4 separate regions of the Sus scrofa genome follow, and all the other regions are linked to region 2. Evidence: chromatin contacts called from public Hi-C data. All regions are on one chromosome and are shown on one strand. The core of a region is the stretch at or near the end of the contact, and the rest is flanking DNA. Distances in the headings are between cores, read along the strand shown. Region 1 holds the start of PAH (phenylalanine-4-hydroxylase). Region 2 overlaps LOC106510398 (a long non-coding RNA gene). Region 3 overlaps LOC110260782 (a long non-coding RNA gene). Region 4 has its middle 8.1 kb from the start of ASCL1.

Evidence for each region. A called contact is a pair of places that touch in the nucleus more often than the background predicts.
Region 1: a contact with region 2 is called in a Hi-C map of liver, with 7 times the contacts expected there. The contact joins the promoter of PAH here to the enhancer-like site in region 2. A contact is called at or near these places in 1 of 5 promoter capture datasets (liver) and 13 of 47 Hi-C or Micro-C datasets (alveolar macrophages, embryonic fibroblasts, fetal liver and 7 more).
Region 3: a Hi-C map of liver shows a contact between it and region 2, with 7 times the contacts expected there. The contact joins two enhancer-like sites. A contact is called at or near these places in 1 of 5 promoter capture datasets (liver) and 6 of 47 Hi-C or Micro-C datasets (brain, liver and skeletal muscle).
Region 4: a contact with region 2 is called in a Hi-C map of liver, with 12 times the contacts expected there. The contact joins two enhancer-like sites. A contact is called at or near these places in 1 of 5 promoter capture datasets (liver), 27 of 47 Hi-C or Micro-C datasets (alveolar macrophages, brain, embryonic fibroblasts and 15 more) and 1 of 2 datasets of contacts at active chromatin or transcription factors (skeletal muscle).

The regions. Positions count from the first base shown.
Region 1 is chr5:81,384,045-81,389,497 of Sscrofa11.1, reverse strand. It overlaps PAH (phenylalanine-4-hydroxylase), which reads right to left and starts at 4,097. Exons shown (of 15, transcript XM_021092656.1): 1 at 3,837-4,097. The coding sequence starts at 3,896.
Region 2 is chr5:80,905,916-80,911,603 of Sscrofa11.1, reverse strand. The region is part of intron 3 of LOC106510398 (a long non-coding RNA gene); the gene reads left to right. Among named protein-coding and RNA genes, the nearest start is that of STAB2, 46 kb to the right of the region's middle. Within about 2 kb of position 2,418, at least 3 of the 83 cell types and tissues checked have an H3K27ac peak or open chromatin away from gene starts, as enhancers often do. A contact at or near this core is called in liver, where this site is marked.
Region 3 is chr5:81,193,494-81,199,705 of Sscrofa11.1, reverse strand. It overlaps LOC110260782 (a long non-coding RNA gene), which reads right to left. Exons shown (of 4, transcript XR_002344190.1): 2 at 5,291-5,360; 3 at 1,577-1,664. Among named protein-coding and RNA genes, the nearest start is that of ASCL1, 160 kb to the left of the region's middle. Within about 2 kb of position 2,920, at least 1 of the 83 cell types and tissues checked has an H3K27ac peak or open chromatin away from gene starts, as enhancers often do. A contact at or near this core is called in liver, where this site is marked.
Region 4 is chr5:81,365,409-81,371,470 of Sscrofa11.1, reverse strand. No RefSeq gene overlaps it. Among named protein-coding and RNA genes, the nearest start is that of ASCL1, 8.1 kb to the right of the region's middle. Within about 2 kb of position 4,025, at least 4 of the 83 cell types and tissues checked have an H3K27ac peak or open chromatin away from gene starts, as enhancers often do. A contact at or near this core is called in liver, where this site is marked.

The sequences.
Region 1 (5,453 bases), core at 2,848-5,347, 480 kb before region 2:
GATACACTCAATGGATGTCACTGATGGCTGGGGCAATTCAGACTTGAACGCACGGTGCTTGAAACCCTGTCAACCACCACCTGCCCGCTGGTGTGTGTCCAGCCTGAACTTTGCCAGAAATGACTCTTAGGGTCTTCTTTTGCCACCGCCACCACAATCCAGCTCCTTGTGATCTGCAGAGATTGGGCCCTTCCAGCAGAATTTTGCTCATGTCCTTCTACTCAGAATTCTTTAGGGGCTCCCCATGGCCAACAGGATAAAATACCTCCTTCTGATTTTCAAAAGTCGCCTTGGGACCTCCCCTTCTGAGGCTCACCCACAGGGACCTCCCCTCCAGAAAACTCCTTTCCCCCTTGCCCTTTCAACTCCTCTTTAGAGGCAATGCACCGCATCCCTTCCCCTCCCCCTTTCAAATACACCTCCCTTCCTCAATAGCCCGCCTGGCTCTCCCTTCTCTTGGAAAACCTCCATACTCCTCAGCCAAGGTGAGCAACCCCTCCTCGATCCATGCCTCCCATTTGGCTTCTGATGCCCCCATGAGACTAATTATTGACTCACAGAGCTAGTCCTGTCTTCTGAGTTCATCTAGTTCCACTGTCTCATTTTTCAGACGGGGCCAAGCAGTGTGATTCACCTGAGATCACACAAGTAGTACCTGGGAAGTTAAGAACTCAGGCTCCTATTCGTTCCATGCAACTCCCTCTGCTAGGAATACAGTGTCCATATTAAAGGCTCTGTTTCTGGCAAAGTAAGGGCTGTCCTCTGGTCCCATCACCAGATGCTTATGTAATACCACTCCGAACAGGCTGCGTCTTATCACCCATGCCTGTGCCCTTTCACTCCCTCCATTCTTCCCATGCAGTTTCTAGAGCTTGGGTTCTCAGAAGTTGTTCCTGGGGTCTCCACTTCAAAATCACCTGCGGAGGCCTTGTTTGCATTCAGACTCCTGGGCCTCAGCCAAACCTATGAAATCAGAATGTCTGGGCTAGGATCTTAGAATCTGCATTTTCAAAACCATGGCAGAGGACTCTTTGGCGTGGAAGATTTTGAAATCACCAATAAATATATAGGCTATTTTTAAAAATTCGGACTTTTCTCAAATGTCTGAAAATTCACATTTACCACATCATAAGGCATTACTCTTTACTGTTCATAGTATTGAAATAGGACCTGCCATTGACTGAGTACCCACTATATGCCAGGCACCATACATGGTACTTTTTTTTTTTTTTTTGTCTTTTTTGTCTTTTTAGGGCTACATCCACAGCATATGGAGGTTCCCAGGCTAGGGGTCCCAATGGAGCTGTAGCAGCCACCCTGTGTCACAGCCACAGCAATGCCAGATCCAAGCCATGTTTGCAACCTATACCACAGTTCATGGCAACACTAGATCCTAACCCAACCCATTGAGCGAGGGATTGAACCCCTGTCCTCATGGATGCTACTCAGGTTCATTAACTGCTGAGCCACCGAACCAATATTTGGTACTTTTTACAATTAACCAACCTCACAGCTGTCCCCATAAGGTGGATGCTGTTATTTTGTAAATGAGGTAACAGACTCAGCAAGATTAAGTGGCTTTTCTGAAGACATCCAGCTAATGAGTTGCAGAGGCTGCATGTGAACCCCGGTCCAACAACTCCAAAATCCTTAATTTGCCTCCCAGTCCCCCCTTTTCAAAGCTTGAGGGACTTGAAATGAAAGGAAGCTTGGAATTTTGTGGAAGAGTGTGGCCTGGGATGGATTCTGATTCTAACGTTACGTGGATCAGCATGGGATCTTGGGCAAAGCTCTTCTGGAATATGTTTCTATTGGCTCATAATCTATACCTTATTGGCTTCTAACAGACATAGGAGTTGACTTAGAAACACATGTACACCCGAGATGGGTAACGGTAGAGAAAAGCAGCTCAGAAACTGCATAAGAAGAAAGAGGGCAGGAGGAAAAGCACTTCACTCGCAACCGGGAAGGAAAGACTTCTGAACACTGAGCAGTACATTTAGCAAGAGAAGCACGTTCTCTGTGGTTGTGTCTAACAAACACCTTCGGTTATCTCTGGGAGAGAGCAGCTTTCACAATCACAAGCAATTCTCATCCGCAAGGATAGTCCAGGGCACTGACTTTACCTCTTAGTGCTTTGGGGGTCATGGGAGGAGGTGTGTATTTACCTGTATGATTATACATACACACATCTACAGTGTAAGACACCCTAAAACAAGGTGTAGACATCCTGCCATGGGCACACTAGGCCTTTATATTACAGAATTTATCTACAGGAGCAAGCAGTGTGGTAGAGGAACGCACAGGGTGTTGGAATTAGATCTGAGTCTGAACACTGGCTTTGCGCCATTCAGAACTGGGATTTATGAGTTCCCTTCTTCTTCTGTTCTATTTTTCCTTAAAACACTTATCTCTACATGAAATTACATGTTTGTTTGGTTCATTTTTCATGGTCTGTCTCTTTCACAAGAATGTACGTTTCACTAAGGCAGAAACTCTACTGTGCCTGGCACATAGCAAGTGCCTTCATTTCTCAGGGCTCCCCAACCAGATCACTAGCCCTAACCTCCGAGGGGTGAGTTGGGGTGCGGGGGTGCCTACGGCCAGCAGCACAGAGGTTAAATGATGGCACAGCTGGGATCTCTTCTGGATCTGTCTGATGCCCTCCTCAACGTGAAGTTTTCTTGCTCCCAAGCAGTACATACCATTTTCAAAGGAAGCCTTTCTCTTGGGACTCCAAAAAAAGAGTTAGTCCAAAGTTCTGCCGTCTCTAGTAAAACATCAAGCATCCTCTCCCCTCCAGCCTCCCTGTTCTTCAAATTGTTCTCACTAATCCTACAGGTGACAGAAATCTGTAGGTTCCTGTTACCTCCCAGAGCTGGACTTTAAGGCTGCACCCAAGAATCTGGGAGTGTGATTGGTCAATTAAAGAATGTATATTGCAACTGTTCACCTCCAGGGAAGGGCGACAAATACCAGAGAATGGAATACACTCTAGACATTATTCCTGCCCCATTTAGGGTTCTTTACATGCCAAGCCCAAGACTAACTCTTCTTTGTGGTTGTTTCTTATTTATTTATTTATTGCATACATAAGGGTTTTTTCAGAGCTTTTTTTATTATAGTTGATTTACAGTGTTCTGTCAATGTCTGCTGTACAGCAAAGTGACCCAGTTACACACACACACACATTCTTTTTCTCATTCATATCTTCCATCGCGCTCCATCACAAGTGATTGGATATAGTTCCCAGTGCTACACAGCAGGACCTCATTGCTTATCTACTCCAAAAGCTATAGTTTGCATCTACTAACTTTTGCGCATTTTTCCGTTTAATTTTCTCCTTCCCCAGGTCTGAGTTAGTCTGAGACCTCTTCTTATTTTCTCCCAAGGGTGAAAAAAAAGATAATTTCTCACAATTTTGCCATTTTGATACCTGGCTCAGCACACGTATAAACATGACAGAAGAGCAGTTCTGGACGGACCCGAACTCCCAGTCCAGATCCTTAAGGGCCCTTGCAGAGAAGAAAAAGACAACAGAGACGGTGCCTTGTCCAAAGATACACAGCACATCTGTGGCAGCTCTGGGAACCAGATCCCCACGTCCTTAGCAATACTCTTTCCCTGAACGCCAACCAGGACAGAGGGCCTGCCAATGGGAAACCTCTGTGGAGCACACGTGTAATCTATCGACCTCCTGGCCGCTCTCATCATCTTCAAACGAATTCAGACTCGGTGGCTTGTTTAAGGGAGTAAGAAACACCGACATTCCTCAGCCCTCTCTCCTCGGGGGCCAAGCGCCCCTCCCTGCTCAGCGCAGGCACACCCCGGCTCACCTGTCCCCAGTCGCTGAGTTTGCGGCCCCCGCCTCCGTTCTCCAGGACCGCCGCTGACATGCTGGCTCCCAGCTGAGGGCAGCCTCTAGCTCTGGGGCGGCCGTCGCAGGCACGTCTGTAAACAGCACGCGGGGCTGAGGTTTCCAAGCCGGCCTTTAGAGGGGAGAAGAGAGGTTCCGAGGTGTCTCCAGCCCTCCTAGCCGCCGCAGGAACGCCCCGAGGGCACCGTGTCCTGACGCTGGGGGCTTAAGGTCGCCGGAACCCAGACCGCCCCCAGGGGGAGGGGGAGAGGGAGGGGCCTGGAGGGCGCGGCGCAGAGGCCTGACTTGGCTGCCCGCCTGGGGTGGAGGAAAGCCAGCGAGAGCCAGCGCAGGGCCACCTGTGCCCTGGCCCTTAGACAGGTTTGGCACGTTGAGGACTCCGAAGTCCGGGCACGGGGTCTCTGCAACTGAAGTAAACCTGCTGCAGCCTGATGGTAACAAGTCTAAGAATCAGAGTCAGGATCTCAATTGGGATTGGGGAGGTGGGGGGTGGGTTGCCGTTTTTATTAACCACAAAGCGAACTGCTTTTCTTTGACTTCAGAAAACTGCATAGAGGTGACAGCACAGCTGCTCAGGAGCAAAGGCACCACCTGGGCTGCCGTGCAGCCACATGTCCCCAAGCTGTTTATGTCCCTGCCAGAAGCACCCAAAAGGGGATGGGAGAGCTACCTTGGCAGGATGTGTTAAGAATGTGGATAAGACAAAGAAATGAGGTCATGCATTTAACACGGAGTACAGTTCTTGCCATGTAGTTGAATACTCAATAACTAGAAGATCCTGCTTAGAAGTGGCAACAAGAAATGCTTATTGAGGTGCCGAGTGGTATTTTAGGCACTGGGGATACAGCAGTGGATGAAGTGGAGGGCGCCTGCATCATTGCTGCCATTCTGGGAGGGAGACAGAAAAATCAACAAATAAGTTTAGGCACTGCTAACCCTTCTGAAGAATATAAAACAGGGGATGGGCCAGTGGACAGGAAGGTGTCATTCACCCTCATTCTTCAGATCCAGAAACAGATAAGGCATCCAGCAGGAAGAACAAAACAGAAAAGAACACTGTAAAGTCAAAAGTTCAGAAAGGATGTGAAAAAATCAGAGGCATCAGGACTTTGAGTTCCTGCCTAATATTTAGCCAGGTGAGGGTACCAGGTTGAGAGATAACAAGCCAGTAATAGAGCTTGCTAGAAATCCACCTCCTCCCCTCCCATGATTCTTTGACGGAATGACCAAGAACCTGCCAAAAAAGAGAAAAAACAAAACAAAACAAAACAAAAAAAAACAAGCTCAGATTTGGGATTCAAAACAAACTGATTAACTCCTCATTCCACCACTGATTAATTTTGGTCACGTCCATGTCTCAGTTTCTTTGCCTTTAAAATGGGGTTTTAGGAGTTCCGTAGAGACACAGTGGAAATGAATCCGATTAGGAACCATGAGGTTTCGGGTTCAATCCCTGGCCTTGCTCAGAGGGTTAAGGATCCAGCGTTGCTGTGAGCTGTGGTTAGGTTGCAGACACGGCTCGGATCTGGCATTGCTCTGGCTGTGGCACAGGCTGGTGGCTACAGCTCCAATTGGA
Region 2 (5,688 bases), core at 1,169-3,668:
CAATAAAATGTTTACAACACATGAAGTAGGAAAAAGACTGACACCAGAAGTGTATATAGTATGATGCCAATTTGCTTTATGAATGCATTTATATCTAGTTTAGAAATACGTGGGAGTTCCTGTTGTGGTGCAGTGAAAATGAACCCGACTAGTATCCATGAGGATGCAGATGCGATCCCTAGCCTAGCTCAGTGGGTTGGGGATCCAGAGTTGCTGTGCGCTGTGGTGGAGGCCGCAGACACAGCCCAGATCCTGAGTTGCTATGGCTGTGGTGTAGGCCAGCAGGTGTAGCTCCAATTCAACCCTTAGCCTGGGAACTTCCATATGCTGCGAGTGCAGCCCTTAAAAAGAAGAAAAGAAACATGTACCAAAATGTCCGTTGCGGTTGTCAGTGAATAGTGAGAATTTTAATTTTTTTTCTACAGTTACTTTGTATTTTACACCATAAACTGTGTTGTCTAGAGTTGTATATATAGACTATGTATAGCCAATATATATAACTATATAGATAGATATAGACAAAATGGGGGGTATATAGTTGTTCTTAATAAGAGAAAATTTCCTAAGAAAGGGAAATGGCTGTTTTATTTAATTCTCCCCGAACTCCTGACACAATGACACAGAAATTTAGACTTTCAGATCTTTGACCTCCACAGCAGAATCAAACGCTGTCTTCTGTCGTTTGACAGATATGCTTATTAAATTACCACTAGTATGTGTGACCTACTAACTATGTGACCAACTGCAGGAAAAGGAGGGCAACCCCTGTCCCGGTTGCAGGCTTGCCAGCCTGCTCTTAAGACTCATTGAGTCTTCAAAGAGGTCACATCAAACCACTCCTGCCCCACAGGCAAGGTGAAGCGCAGACCATGTGGGCAACCGGGACATGTGTGTCTGCTGGCAGGACTAGAACCGATGCCAATCACACAGCAGCCCAGCCTTCAGCTCAGTCCTTGACAAGAGGCAATTCCTTTCAGACTGACTCGCCAACAGAGTGAGCTCCTGAATATTCTCTGGCTGCGGTTCATGACACTAATGATGTAAATGGATATTTAGCCTCGGATATTAACTCTGAGCAACGAGGCTGCTTATGTCTTCTAACTCAGTAATCACCATGCTTGCTGAATACTATGGAGATTGATCCTTGCTGAAATCAGCAAATTCATTTGGGGACACTTGAGTTTTCTCAAATTGTCCCTTAAGATGTCCAGCCAGGCATACATTCCGACAGTATAAAGCTCAGTATTTGTCATAGCCCAGAAGACAGTTCAGCTAGTCTGCAGTTCACTCGCTCAGTGTTTTCAGCAGCAGCTGTCACCTTTAAGGTGGTTCTTTTCCACTGGGCTTTTTGGTCCTCCTGGGTCTTACTTGAGAAACATCCTTTCCCTGGTCTCTACTTTCTATGAAAAGGTCCCCTGGATGACCTCAGGGTCTAGGTAAGTAGTGAAACTGGGGTGCCAGGCATGGTCTGGGGAGCCAAGTATATCGTGTATATCATGTACTCGGAATATTGAATGTTTCTGAAGCTACTTTTTGAAAACAACACTGAGATGTTTACAGCACATCGTTGACGTAGAAATATATGAAAGTGACCTTTCTGTAGGGGCAAAAAGGTTCAAAAATCAGCAATTTGATCTTGTTCAAACTCAGCTACAAATTCTCATGTCATGGGATCAGGTAATGATTCACTTAGACATTCTAGGTTAATGTTCCACTGCCCTCCTTCTCAATAAATGATAAGCCTCCAACACTGGTACTCTATGGACAGAGACATGCTTTGTGTGGAGTCATGCTTAGATCTGAACACTAGCCGACAGTGTGGCCATGGGCAAGTCTTAATTTCTCTCAGCCTCAGTTTCCTTGTCAGCTAAATGGGGCTAATATCTACTTCAAAGGATTACTGTGCAAATTAAATGAAGTATATTAAGTGATTAGCCCCATGCCTAGTCCCATGCCTGGGGATACAGTAAGTGCTCCACAAATTTAATGCTCTAATTCAATCAACAAAATCTATGAAGGAACTATTATCTCTAAAAATATTCTCATGGAGCTTACATACTGGTGGATGTTACTGTTTTATCAATATTCTTTGAAGTTTACAGATTCTTCTTGTGGCAGAAATACCTGCCAGTCACTCGCCTAGATAGAGTGAGATTTCAAATAAACATCACAGCGATTATCCTGAGGTTCTGTACATCCAACTTACATGCTCTGGAAGAGGGGAAAGGACAAGGAGACTGATGGGATGCCTCATAATCACATCTTCCTCCTAGTCCCACAATAACACTCCCAAATACTTGCTCAAGCATGACCCAGAGAATCTGTGATGCATGAGGAGAGGCCCCAGCCCTGCTTCCCAGATACTGCTCTAGCCTTGGATAAGAAGAGCTGGGCACAGAGCATCAATCCCAACTTTGTGTCACAAGTACACGTGAGGGGGTTCATTCGTTCATTCACCCCTTCCGCAAACATTTACTTCCCATCTAATAGGCACCAGTCACTGTCCTAGGGATAAAGCAAGGGAAACTTCACTCCATCCTCAAGAAATTTCTAATACAATTAGAGAAAATGAGATAAACAACAAATTATGACAATCTGTAATAAGCAGTATGAGACAAATTCTCCATGAATCTCTGAAATTCCACGTCTTATAAACAGAATCATTAACTGTCCTTTGGCTCAGACTATCTTTTCAAGAACGTCTGCAGATGGGAGTTCCCTGGTGGTCTTTTGGATAAGACTTGGCACTTTTACCACTGTGCCCTGGGTTCAATCCCTGGCCTGGGAACTGAGATCCCATATCAAGTTGCTGCTCACTGTGGCCAAAAAAGAAAGAAAAAGGGGGGGAGGGGCAAAGATAAAATAAAGAGAAGATGGAGTTCCCGTCATGGCTCAGTGGTTAACGAATCCAACCAGGAACTATGAGGTTTCGGGTTCGATCCAGGCCTTGCTCAGTGGGTCAAGGATCCTGCATTGCCATGAGATGTGGTGTAGTGGCAGATGCAGCTCAGATCCCACACTGCTGTGGCTCTGGTGTAGGCCGCGGCTGCAGCTCTGATTCGACCCCTAGCCTGGGAACCTCCATATGCCGCGGGAGTGGCCCTAGAAAAGACAAAAAGACAAAAAAAAAAAATAAAAAAAAATAAAATAAAGAGAAGAATGTTTGCAGAGGAAATAGTCTTGAAAGATAGAAATAGTATTTCCTTTCAGAGAAAGGGCAAGATTTTTTAAAGTCCAGTAAAATAAACATAAAGCCTCTCCATGGGGTTTACTTACAACCCATTACGAGAGGTTCAGATTATCTAAATCCAGGGTTCCATCTCTGCAATACAGCCCACTGCACAACAAGTGTCACCCAGCCATCACTACCTCACCCTGTGGAAACTGAACTCAGGCAACCAGTAAAAGGAAATTTGATAGGATTTTCCTTCTGGCTCAATGGGTTAAAGATCTGGCACTGTCACTGCTGTGGCTCTGCTTACAGCTGTGGTACAGGTTCAATCTCTGGCCTGGGAAGCTCTGCATTCCATGGGCATGGTCCAAAAAAAAAAAAAGATGATACTCTGGCAGCTGCTTTTTCTGTAATAAGCCTTCCTTTGTCTTTGACCCAGGAGTCTGTGTCTTCTGCCAGAATTTAGGAGATGGGGGCAGGCTAACATTTTAGTCCCAGGAATAGGGACTCAGCAGCCAAGCCCTGAAAGCGGGGTAGAGTTCACTTACCAAATGGGACAGATGGCAAGTACAGTGTGGATATTCCATTTCCCTGAAAGCTAGAAATGGCTTTCCTGACCTTCACCCACCTCCACACCCAGACCCTCCAATGGTTCCAATTCCCTGTAATATACCCTCACTCTTGAAATACCCACAGTGGTTTCTACTTCCCTGGCCCAAACCTCACTGACACCAACAGATGGGAGAAGCAAGAGAGGACAGGACAGTTTATGGAACCAGGTACGGAGCTAGTGGAGATGAGGATGGGATTCAGAGTTGGAGTGAAACCGTGGGCCTTAAGAGGTGAAGGAATCTTTCCTTACTCATCTTGGAGGAGAAAGAAACAAGGATGAACACAAATAAATCAAAGTGAAAAGAAGAGCAGGACATCCTAAGGGTCTTTTCTCTCTCAAAAGCAGCAATAATAAAACGGCCAGCTTTTACTGATCCCCTAATACACTTCAAAGACCGATCTAAGGACTTCAAGTGTATTAGCTCATTTAATGTTCGCATGATGTATACGTATAATTATTATACCCATGTTCCAAAGGCTGGAACTAAGACGGAGAAAATGAGTGCAGAGCCAGCATTTTAACGTACGCAGTCCATCTCCAGACACCATACACAGATGCAGATATAGATACCTGGTTGCACAGAATTTGATTTACATGATCCTTGGTTCTTATTTATTTATTCCTTTAATAAGGAAAAATCACCTATCTGCTCACCATCCAATATGTGAATTAGAACATTAACAAGCTACATTTACCCGCATGCTTCCAGTTCTGCTCCCATGCCTTTCCCCATCTGAAATGATCACATACCGAAGCTTGTCTTCATCACATCTTTACGTTTTTTTGACCAGGGGGGGGGGGGGGGGGGGGGCCAATAGCTGCAGCATGCAGAAGTTCCCAGGCCAGGGATGGAAGCTGTGCCACAGCTGCAACCAGAGCCACAGAACTGACAATGCCAGTTTCTGAACCCACTGAGCCACCAGGGTACTCCATATCTTTACTTCTTAAATATACTCTTAAGACATGCATGTATATTCCTAAAAATTGTAAGATTAATTTTTCCTAACTTTTATAAAAAGGTGACATGCTAAACATAATCTGAAACTTTATTTTTCTCTTTTATACTCATTAAACATGACATTATGTATATTCTTTTCACTTTTCTACTCCATATTATTATTAATAGTTCTACTTGATCTATGGAGAAAGGCATATTAAAACCTCCCTTGTATACTGTTAGATTTGTCCTTTTTTTTGTAGTTAATTTTGGTTTTATTCATTTTGAGGATATGCTGCTAGGTAAATGTATCTTTAGAGTTTTCATATTCTCATAAATTGAACCTTTTCTCCCTATGTAGTAACTTTCATTTTTTCTCATAGTGTTCTCTGCCTTAAAATCTAAAGTTATTAATATTTCTATACCAGTTTTCTTATGACTAACATTTGCCAGCTGTATCATTTTCTATACTTTTAATTTTTCTGTATCTAATGTTCTGAATTTCTCACTTTTTCAACAGCATATGGCTATATTTTTTTAAAATCCAGTCTGACAAACTTTGTCTTTTCATTGGACCGTTTACAATTTAATTTTCTGCAGTAACGAATACATTTGGGTTTACTTCTACCAATTTATTTTGTACTTTCTATTTGTCTCACCTTTTGTGCTTTTCTTTCTTCTTGTCCTCTTTTGGACTGATGTTTTTCCCACTCCACTGTCTCATTTAGAATTTATAGTCACTACTTCTATTGTTCTAGATTCCCATATAAATTATAGCATGAATATTTAAGTTATTAAGTCTAAAATTAATCATATGTTTGGGAGTTCCCGTCATGGCTCAGTGGTTTAACGAATCCGAAGAAGAACCATGAGGTTGCAGGTTCGATCCCTGGCTTGCTCAATAGGTTAAGGATCCGGCATTGCCATGAGCTGTGGTGTAGGTCACAGACGCGGTTCAGATCCCAC
Region 3 (6,212 bases), core at 1,671-4,170, 290 kb before region 2:
TGAAAGTCTTCTAGTTACTATTTGACAAATCAGGAGCATGTAAAAATGGTAATTACTGTTTTGTGGATGTTCAAAATGCAAGCACAATATATACCATGGAGAGGTTTTTCTCTAATAGGCAATCCAGAACACCTCCTACATGCATACTTTACTCTCAGTTCCAAGGTAAAGAGAAATATCTAATATGGCAGGAGAATGTCTAACCTGTTTTATTCAAAAAATGAAATGGCAGATCATACCATATTCTGTAGAATGGAAAAATTCTCTCCCTGACCAAACTTTGGTCAGGCTCTTCTGAGCTTTCTATTTTTTATATTGAAGTATAGTTGATATATAATATTACATAAATTACAGGTATAAATTACAGTTATACCTGGATAGCTATAGTTACATCTGCATAACTCAATTTTAAAGTTTATACGCCAACATTTACAGTTATTATAAAATATTGGGTCACATATTCCTGTGTCAAATATCATTGTAGCTTATTATATATATAATAGTTTGTACCTCTTATTCCCCTACCCCTCTATTACCTTCTCCCCACTGGTAACCACTGGATTGTTCTCTGAGTTTCTTTTTTATTATTTTCATTAGTTTGTTGTATTTCTTAGAGTCTATATATAAGTGATATCATAAAGTAGTTGTCTTTGTCTGACTTATTTCACTCAGCATAATAACCTCCAAATCTTAAAATGTGTATGGAAATACAATGGACCCTGAATAGCCAAAACAATCTAGAGAAAGAAGACCAGAATGGGAAGAATCACATTCCCTGACTTCAGACTATACTATAAAGTTACAGTAACCAAAACAGCATAGTACTGGCATAAAAACAAACACATAGATCAATGGAACAGGATAAAGAGCCCAGAAACAAACCCACATATTTATGGTCAATTAATTTATGACAAAGGAGGAAAGAGTATACAATGGAGAAAAGAGAGTCTCTTTAATAAATGGCACTGGGAAAACTAGATAGCTACATGTAGAAGAATGAAATGAGATAATTCCCTAGCTCCATACATAGAAATAAACTCAAAATGTTAAAGAACTAAATGTAATACCATACACCATAAAACTCCTAGAAGAAAACATAGGCAGAACACTCTGACATAAATTGTAGCAATATTCTTTGAACTATATCTCCTATGGTAAAGGGAAGAAAAGCAAAAATAAACAAGTAGGACCTAGTTAAACTTAAAAGTCTTTGTACAGCAAAGAAAACCAGCAACAAAATGAAAAGACAACCTACTGAATGGGAGAAAATATTTGCAATGCTATGATAAACAAGGGGTTAATATCCAAAATACACAAACAGCTCATATAACTCAGCATCAAATAAGCAAACAACCAGATTGAAAAATGAGTGGAAGACCTGAATAGACATTTCTCCCAAGAGGAAATGCAGATGGCCAGCAGGCACATGAAAAGATGCTCAACATTGTTAATCATCAGGGAAACGCAAATCAAAACCACATCGAGCTATCAACTCACACCTGGCAGAAGGGCTTTCATCAAAATGAGCACAAATAACAAATGATGGCAAGGATGCAGAGAAAAGGGGCCCTCTTACCTTGTTCGTGGGAATGTGAGTTGGTGCAGCCTACTGTAGAGAACAGTATGGAGGGTTCTCCATACCACAGAATGCAGCAATTCCACACCTAGAATTTGAAAAGATATACACACCCCAATGTTCACATCAGCATTATTTACAATAGCCAAGATATGGAAACAACCTAAATGTCATTTGACAGGTGAACAGATAAAGAAAAGTGTGTGTGTGTATATATATATGTAGTGGACTATTACTCAGCCATAAAAAGAATGAAATCTTGCCATTTGCAATAACATTGGATGGCCTAGGTCCTCTTTTTGACTGGCTCCTTTACTGGAATCCCATGTCCTTCTCTGCAGTGTCCAGTTCTAAAAAGAATCCTAAATCAGTTTAATCCCCACCATCGATGTGTCATCACCTTCAATATCTGATCAAGTTCCTTATCCTCCACCACCTCCCAGGTGATATCTGATCACCCTGGCCTGTATTTAGTATGAATCTTGTTAGGTCAGGTTAACCAGAATCCTCCTTTACTCCTGGTGTATCCTCTTAGTAATTTTTCATCTACCAACACTTCCCCCACCATGCTCCTTCGCTATAAATTTTCCTTGTTGTATTTGGAGTTAAACCCAATCTCTCCCCTGATCACAAAACTTTATTACAGTAAGTAGCTCCCCTTCAATAAAGTCTTCTTTATCTTCTTTTAACAAGTGTCATAAATATTTTCTTCTTCATATATTCTCTATAAATGGTCTGCCTGTGGTCTCCTTTGTATTTATAAAATTGGTGGGGCAAGGCTCAAAGTCACCTTGATCCCAAATTACACATAAATTGCAAAGATAAAGTCCATTTATGTACAAGCTCACTATTCGGCATCACTTCTAACAGACCACAATGAAAATGCAGTTCAATATTGCAAAGCTCATCCTCGCCAAGAATTGGAGAGCTGGAAGTTTTAAAAAATACATGCCCTAAAAAGCAGGTGCCCATCTTCACCACAGCAAGATTAAAGCTCCAGGAGTTTATGTGGCCTGGACTGCAAAGAGAGTGGAATGAATTTCAAGAATCCACTGACTTTCAGACTCTAAGAGGAAAAAAAATGGAAGTATTCCTACTCCCAGTCCACTTTCAATCCCCTAACATGGATCATGAGAAGAGGGATACATCTAATAGGTAATTGCACAACTCTTCAAGTTTCATTGGATGTGTGATAATGATAAAGGGGTGGTGTTTATCAGGTGACTCTGCCCTGGAATATCCTTTCACTGTTGATCCCTGGCAAAGTACCAGACACTATGACCCAAGCCAAGTAGATGATTAAGTCAGACAGTTAATAAGTACATACTGAGACTCCTGGCAGGATGAAGTAGCCAGGATAACTAGGGCACATGACCACCTTAGATCAGCATGCTGGACACCGATCGGTGAAATCACTTACCTTGCTAACCACCACTCCACATGCCAGATGCCTGATGTCCTGTAACCTACATCAACCACCGTGGCACGTCCACTTCTGAGCTTCTTCCCTGCCATACCATGTGTTACCCTACCACCCTCATTCACTACCACCTCGTGGAAATACTAGCTAATTATTTCTCTCTTTTCTTCCCTATTGGCTGATGCACTCACTCTTGGAGACCAGGAACCAATTTTCAAATACACATGGTATAATAAGTGGCTAAGCACATGTGTCAGACTTCCCACATTCATAACCTAATTCTGTGACTTCTTCTTCCTATACCTATGACCTTGGGAGATTTGCTTAGTCTCACCAAGCCTCAGTTTCACATCTTTAAAAGAGAGAAAATAACAACTATATCTTAGGTTTATCCTGTAAATGAGATAATAATGCCACATACAAAGGGTTAGCAGAGTGTCTGGCAGCCAGTAAATGCTTAGCAACTAATGAGCCCCAATTCACAACTCTGGACCTCTCCTATGGCTTTGCATGTGTCACTGGTCTCTTATAACTACCTTTTTATGGTATTGTGATCACCCCTGTTTTGTGAGGAGGAGACTGAAGCAAAGAAAGGTGTACAGCAAGACTAAGATTGTGAAGCCAGTTACGGCACAAACAAGATTTGAAGCCAGAATCTGTGCTCTCAATCTCCCCTAAAACCAAGTCCAGTCTGATAACCACATGGGAATATTCCGTGTAACTCTCTCAGGACTTAGGTGTCATAGACTCTAAGGCACCATCTGCATTGGAAAATGATGCCACAATGAGTAAATACTATTCATCACTTACATGTCATATGGAAGCAGGCCTAATTTTTAAGAGCAGCTGAGGTTCGGTGGAAGCTCTGCTTGAGGCCAACAGTATAAAAATTCTCCCTCCTCTTGTCCCTTGTTCCATTTTAGTTCATCCTTCAACAGACAATGGGAATGTGCCCTGAACATACAGAGGTACAGAGTAAGCCTCTATCGGGATAGCACCTGCCTCCACTATAGCCTTTAAGCGAAGGCAAGTGGGAGACAGACATTCACACGCTGCTTCAGGACAGAATGATGACTCCCAGGAGGGACACAAATACAGAGGCCTGGTCCCTAGAAAATCAAGCCACAGCACATCAGCTTCTGACACAATGTGCCCTGATGTTTGGATACCTTAAGAATTGAGGTCTCCTGGAGTTCCCGTCGTGACACAGTGGTTAACAAATCCGATTAGGAACTATGAGGTTGCGGGTTTGATCCCTGGCCTCGCTCAGTGGGTTAAGGATCTGGCGTTGCCGTGAGCTGTGGTGTAGGTCGCAGACACGGCTCGGATCCCGCGTTGCTGTGGCTGTGGGGGAGGCCGGCAGCTACAGCTCCGATTTGACCCCTAGCCTGGGAACCTCCATATGCTGTGGGAGCAGCCCTGGAAAAGGCAAAAAGACCAAAAAAAAAAAAAAAAGAAGAAGAAGAATTGAGGTCTCCATAAAGAAAGAAGCAGGATGCTTGTAAAGCAAGTTAGGGCTTTGACCCAAAGTCGCCCCAAAGCATCCACCTACAGCTACCATAGCTTATTCTTTCCCCTACGTTATCTTTTCTGACTCCATGTTTCCAAAGAACCAAAGAAAAGTAAGGCCCCCTGAGGAGTTAAATCTATCTGAATAATTTTTGCAGACAAAGTTTGAGAAACAGAAAAGCAATTCTGAAAGGAAGAAATAGATTTTAAGGCACAGAACTGCCACCATGAGACTTCCAGGGACACACTCAGAAACCCTGCTGCAAAACTGACTTTCTTCAGATAATAAGACTCCTTCAAGAAGCCCAGAATAGTTAAATTCATCACCATAATTTAATTGTACAGGTTATTAAAGAGCAGTTCGCCTCCCCTCTTTCTCCGGCGCTGCTTTTGTGTATTAAACTCAGACTAATCAAATTGGGGATTCCAAGAGTACTGTACTAGTCATCCTCATCCCTTTTAATTTGTTTAATGGCCTCCTGTGTGTGTGTGTGTGTGTGTGTGTGTGTGTGTGTGTGTGTGTGTGTGTCTTCTGACTGGCTGGACATCGCTGTGCCTTACCAGGACATGTAAATAAAGAATGGGTAGGGAAACTTTTGCAGAAAAGAATCAAGCGTGCCTCCATTCTGAAGTCACATTTGATGTTTGAGTAATTCAGGGGACGTGGACGGAAAGCAACGGCGCTGATTATTTCTGCTGAGCGGTCTCCGGACCCAGGAGAAGAGAGAGGGCGAAGAAAGGAAGGAAGGAAGAAAGAAAGAAAAGGAGTCTGAATTTACACTCACCGCTTCAAAAGCCCTTTTGTCCTCAGCCAACTTCTCCTGGCTGAAGATGCAGTATTTGCCAAAAAGTCGCCTGCAAGAAAGCACACACCACAACAAAAGTATAAAACAGTCCATTAAAGGACGCTTTTTCTGCCCACCCCCACCTTCTTTTAATAATTTTTCTTTTCCGTGAAAGACATATTTTGAGAAAGTGGCACTTAGCACTCGACAATGCTGACGGGGCTTAGAAAAGATTCACCTCGTTAGTAAAGCTTTGAGCTCCATGGGGCTGTTTGGGTCAATTGTCTTTTCACCTGGCTTGGCCACCAAGTCAACGTGAACTAAGAATAGGAGTTATTTAGCATGTAGAACCCGTCGAGAGCAGCCTCTCTGAGCGGTGGTCTGAGGGGAGTGAGAATGGCTGTCTTGTTTGGGTGGTTGTTTTTAGCGGCTCTTACACATTCAGACTTTCTGTCCATTCAGCCAGAGGGGCCACGTGTCCAAAACCTGAAAGGGGCTAGTGCTTTACAGCAATGTGGTTCAACTTGCCTTTTCATAAGAAGGGCAGTTTAGGCAATTTTCTAGCCAGTTTCAGGACGTTTCTCACACATGAATGTTTTTAAATATTTATATTTTCAGAAGGGTGCTAAAACACCAGGCTAGGGTGTGGGTTGTGTGAGCGGGTAGGGAAGGAGGAGGGAGTAGAAATGAACAAAGCGTGATCAGTAACTTCTTCCATCACAGGCTGCGTGGACACCTGCTGAAAAGTCGCAAGTCTAGTGAAATCACTGGTTGAATGTTTTGGTCTCTGTGATGCCAACTGGCTGACTTTTCCAATGAACTGACCAGTTGTTTGGGCATTTTTCAGCAACAATCTGAATTATTTAGAAGCAATTATCCCACTGGTGGATGATCAAAGCCTGTGCTTTCTTTCTCTTTCCTT
Region 4 (6,062 bases), core at 2,776-5,275, 460 kb before region 2:
TAATATTTGTTGAGTATATCCTATGTGTCAGGCACTGTTCTAGACCCTGATGAGCAGGACAGTGAATGTTTTCATTGATTTTACATTCTGTCAGGGGACATGACTGGTAAACAGGTAGGAATAAGACAAAGCAAGATATACTCTGTATTGATAAAGGCCAAGATGAAATAAAGTGTTTGAAAAAAGGTATCATAAAGGAGGTAAACTATTTTGAAGAGGCTAACTTAAGCTGGATGCACAAGGGAGACCTATTCAACAAGGTCCTATCTGAACTGAGAACTGGATTATGAGAAGGTTCCACGCCAAATGCGAAGATCTGAGAGAAGAGGGTTCCCACTGGAGGGCATATCTGCACAAGATCTCTAGAATAATGAGCATGTGGCCTTTTTTGAAGAACAGACAGAGAGGCCAGTCGTGGCTGAAGTAGAGAGTGGGCAGGAGCAGTTCATGTGCTTATAACCAGTAAAGTACTAATGCCAGTTCATACTTGGACTTGAGAGAGACGATTGTTCAGTTTTGTGAGTCTTCTGCCAAACACATCCCTGATTAAAAACTAAATTGTAGGACTTCCCGTCGTGGCTCGGCGGTAACGAACCCAACTAGTATCCATGAGGACTCGGGTTCGATCTCTAGCCTCCCTCAGCGGGTTGAAGATCTGGCGTTGCTGTGGCTGTGGCATAGGTCAGCAGCTATAGCTCTGATTCGACCCCTAGCCTGGGAACTTCCATATGTCATGGGTGTGGCCCTAAAAAGACAAATAAAAAAAAAAAAGAAAGAAATTATGTAAACTTCAAATTACATAAATTATCAAAACAAAGGTAACAGATCCTCAAGATTTCATTATTTCACAATTATTTTACCAAATAATGTATTATTTACACTGTTAAGGTTATTTATGACCATTTTACCTGCGTGGTAGAAATTCTACATAATTACATAGGCAACTGCACATCTCACCTTCATGATCACACCGGTAGCTTGAAATCTACCATAGTGGAAATATGGCAAACACCATGAAAATCAGCATGCACTACAAATCAGGGGCAAAGTCAGTGGGTCGTTAAACATTTACCACCATCCTACTGAGTAATAGCCATGGCAGCAAGCCGCAGGGAGGGCAGGATCCAAGTCAGACGCCTCAGAGGCAGGACACCAGTGTCACTCAGGCGTTGACACTTTGGGGACAGAGTAGGCTCAGCTACTGGTCAACAGAGCAATGACATCAAATCCAAGCAGATTAGCGTAAGATTCAGTCTGGGAAAAATCCAAGGTCAAAGCCAGGGGAAGCTCGCAACAGTGAGGCTTCTAAGTAAGGGTTGGTTTTCAATTGGTCAACCCAAAAGCCTTCTCTGACGCATGCCCTCCTGTTGGGAATGGGCACCCCTCCTTGGCTCAGAGAGCATCTTGACCTTTCTTCCATGACTAAACTAATCATCTCTCTTATTGTCTTGTTGTCACTATTCTGTCTCCTTCTTCTAGATTAAAAGCTCTCAGACTAGGGACCAAAAGGAAGAGTGGGAAGAAACAGAGCTTAGGAAAGGAGGTTGCAGAGAGGCGCAGCAGAGGAGTTGGGGGGAGGATGGAAAGCTTAGATCCAAGGTGGAGCTGTTCTGGGTGCAGACAAGACTCAAGATGTAGCCTCAAAAGGGGCAAGCCAAAGGGGAGTGGAGGTTAAATTGCTGGAGTCTCAAAAGTCAAGGAAGCAAGAGGCTCTGTGCTGAGTAGGTTGTTCTCATGGCCCTTTTCTTCCCATTACAAATTTCTCACAATTCTTCAGGGCCAGCATCAAAGACTGTCTCTGAAAGAATTTAACAGTCCTCTCCACCCCCTTCAGAAATCAGTAGGACCCCTCTTTACCCAAATAAAATATACTTATGGGACCAGGGTAACTTCTTTATCAGCAGAGATTAATTCTCCATAGCTCTGAAAAAATGTAGGCAGTGTCTTATCACCTGGAATACATCTAGAATGCTAGTTAGTACAAAAGGACTATTCCAAAGCTTCTTAAAAAGGCCAACTGGCCAGATTAGGACTTGGTGGGTCTGGGATGAAGCTTCATAACCTAAACATTAACAGGCACCTCATTTATTTCTAATGGGGGTATTGTGTGGATGTGATCCAGACAGCAGTGGTGCTCTGTGTGGTTGAACTGAATTGTATGAGGTAGAACTAGCGGTATCAACTTGTAATGAATGGATTGCAATGCAAGATTTTCACTCAATCCTTTCTGTAGTTCAAGAAATGGCCAGCAGGTGGCAAGCGACTCACACAACCCATCCAGGAGGGACTTGAAGCTTCCCTGGACCCCAAATCCCAGATCAAAACCTGCTCAGGCAGTCAAGGAGGAACCTGCTTCCCAAGCAAAGCCGCCTATAGCCAGAGTGGTGAGTTTCTTCTTTCTGTATGTGAATCCCGATGAGCCAGTTGCCCATCTCTTACTCTGGTCCCCAGGGCTGCAGTTATGCTGACCCCATCATTCAGTCTTCCGGCTACTAGGAGCCATAATCCTGGCACTAGATGGACTGGTCTCCAACATGAAGCTGTGAGTGAGGTCATGTACCTGCCAAAGGCTCTTGCAGTAAAGATCTGCAAAAGATGTTTGGTCAAAGAGGGAAGCCCTGGCCAACAGGGAGTCCTGTGGACATGCCTATGTTGCCGGTGTAGTCAGAACTGAAGGGAAGGCATTTTATTTAGTTCTCTCATTTTGTAGATGGACAATAGTCTTAGAAGAGAGTGAGCAATTTTCCCAAAGGCACAGAACAAGGAAGTTCCAGAACCTGAAGTCTGTCATGACTGCAAATGGCTCGCCTTTTCACTGCACTTTACACTATAGGAGTTAAAGGTGTACGTGTGTGTTTACTTCACTAGTGTCCGCTCATGAACTGTCACACGGGAGAAGCTGGGGGTGGACCATCTGCTAGAGGAAGAGGGGCTGGATGTGTTGGCATCAGTAAGTCCACTTTTTTACCTAGATTGTATATTTCTTTAGATAAGGGAGCGTGGGAGTCCACACTAACGGAGCATGAGGGAAAAGGATTCTCCATTGTCGGGGTGGGGGGGTTTGTTTTGGGTTTTGTTTGTTTGTTTGTTTGTTTGCATTTTAGGCCCACACCCACAGCATATGGAAGTTCCCAGGCTAGGGGTTGAATCAGAGCTGCAGCTGCGGCCTATGCCACAGCAACTGAAGATCCAAACAGCATCTGCAACCTACACCACAGCTCGCTGCAAGGTGGGATCCTTAATCCACTGAGTGGAGCCAGGGATCGAACCCAAATCCTCATGGATGCTAATTGGGTTTGTAACTGCTGAGCCATAACGGGAACTCCTGTTTTTTGGTTTTGGGGTTTGTTTGGTTGGTTGGTTTTTTTTTTTTTTTACTGTGTTTTAATTTAAGAGCTTCTTGTCCTATACCCGTCCTTTTGTGTTTACTAAACTAGAAGCTCATTGAAGGCAAACTGTTCTATTTCTCTCTGATTATGTTCAGTAGTTATTTGATGAATCAGTGAGCATATCAACCTGGATCATTTTGGAGGATCGAAGTAGTATTTTCTAACATCTTAGATAATAGCACATACCTCCTGTGATGTATTTCAGGATGCTTAGGTTTATTTAACAAACCCATATACAGTGTTTGTTACATGCAGTGAGTGCCTGGCACTGTTCTCAGCATTTTGCAAGTACTAATTCATTTAATTGTGGGTTTTGTTGCTGTTTATTTAAGGTTCCCCACCAATAAATAACCCTACATCAGAAATCACCCTCTCCCTCCCCTTCCTCCCCTCAAAGAGAGCAAATACTAGGTCTAGGGAAAGTGGTGGAGGAAAGGGTTTACGGACTAACCACGACGTTCCCAGTTTCCCAGGTAGACTCTGGACCCCGGCAGCGGTTGCTTCCTTGCTAACCTGGTGCAGAGCAAACTTTCCCCTCGGCGGCGGGCGCAGCCAGCGGCCAGGTCCACGCAGAAGTGCAGACGGCTAGCAGCCGCCGGCTGATTTACAGGCCAGAGCATTCCCGGGCCGCGCCGCAAGGAGTCGGGCTGAGCTCGGACTTCGGGGAGGTGATGATGGACACAGGACACGTGGCCACACAATGGGGACACACGACTGACCTCAGTCACTTCGGCAAACTGCCCCTGTTTTCTGGAGGCAGCGGGAGCGTTTCAGGAGCTCCAGCTCCAGGGCCCCGGGCGCCTGAGTTCCTCGCCCCAGCAGGTAGCGCCCCTCGCCCGCCGGTTGAGCGCAGAAGGCACCCAGGGGCGTGCTGGGCCCCGGGAACTCTCAGGGACCTCTGACCCCGAGTCTCAAAGTCCTTTCCCGAGGAATGGAGCCATGGTGCGTTCCATCCTTTGTAAAGAAAGACACACGAACCGTCTCCGCTGGGCGCTGAGACTGGCCGGCTCGCACTGGGAGTGAACTTGCCCGGCAGGTCAGACGCAGGCACCCGCGGATTTTGCGATGTCACCCAGCGGCCGGGAGGGGTGAAGACAGAGGAAGGGTCAAAGCGGGTGGAGTGCGTGTGTGCTGTGTGTGGGGTGGAAGGTGGGGGGATGTGAGGAGCGGGAATCCGGGGAACGGGGGCCTGGAGATGCCTGAATTTGAGAAGCAGCAGCCAAGTTAGGGAAAAAATAAACCGGGCTTTTTTCCCCCCTTCCCCGCTATATGCAAACTGTCACTTCGGGTTAGAGAGAGCCCTTATCTGGCTCATTAGCATGAGCTGTGGCTAACGCGCTTAAACCCTCTAATTATTTATTATGCCGTCACGGAGCGGGTCGCCACCCCGGGGCGGACTTGGGCACCCGGACGCAGCGCGCAGTCAGGCTGTGCGCTCCCGAGGACGCACCTTCCGCGCCAGGGCCCCGCGGGGCGCTGCTCCACGAGGCCGCGTTGCAGCGTCCTTGGGGTGCATCAGAAACGTCCTCTCCCCAAAACTCACCCGCAGGGAGGTGGTGGGGCCCTCAGCTCTCGTCTACTCTCCTGTCCGATCCTCTCTCTAGCCTACCGAAGGTGGAGCCACGGGGCACAGGATTTTTGCAAAAATGCAAGATGAACAAGGAGCTGGGAACTTGGGCTGGGTGGTGTGTCTGGTCGGGTGCACCTTTTAGAAGGACCTGGGGGAGACTCCAAAGGTTGTGGGAGTCCTTCTTCCAACTCTCCTCCCTACCCTCGCCTCCCAACGCCCCACTCCCCGCGGAGTTTGAAAAGAGTTCAGAAAGTTGGGGGAGAACGGGGCGCTGGGCTGACAGCCGGCCCCTCACAACCGTGATCCTATTCAGAAAACAGTTTCAAAATAAGTTAACCTCTGTAGGGTGTTTTTTTTTTTTTTCCCTCCCCTCTAATTGTGCCCCCTTCCCCCTCCCTCTCTCCATTCGCGTCTGTTTTATGTTCCTCTGCGTTGTGCCAACTATTTTATCTTTATTCCTTCTCTTTCTCTCTGGCCATTCATTCCTTTTGTTGTGTGTGTGGCTTCTCGGGCTGATGTGCAGCTCGTTACCACCCACTGCACGCTGGCTCCTGTAGCTGAGGTGTTTCTATACAAACTGGAGCGTCCAGTTGTCATATTAATTATTACACCGAGTAATGACTGAAATGGTCAAAATAAGGGGAGAGTCGAGAGCGCTTTCTCTTGCTGCTCAAAGATTCAGCAAAGAAGCCTTGCGACAAAGCACTAATTGGTCCCCAGAAACACTCCGACAAGGCATGGAAGATAGGTTTCATAGAACCCAGCGACTGTGAAGGGGGAAAGCGCTGAATGGACCCCACGCTCCTTTTCTAAACTCTCTTGCTGAGCAAAAAATGGACCTCTGTTTGAATACTGCCCTGAGCCTTGAATACTATACCCAGCAGAGAAAAAAATGCGCCATTTATTGTAAGTTTTTTTTTTTTCTTCTCCAGCTATTCATAGGTTCTCTGTGAAGAATCAGCTGGTTTTGTTTACCCTGAAAGACCTTTACTTTATTTCCTTTCTTGGAGGAGGTGGGGAAGGGGGGGGGGAAGGAGAGCCCTGTGCCTAGACGGAGAGGAGCTGGCCTACTGTAACAAAATAGGGTGTAACAAATCCTACAG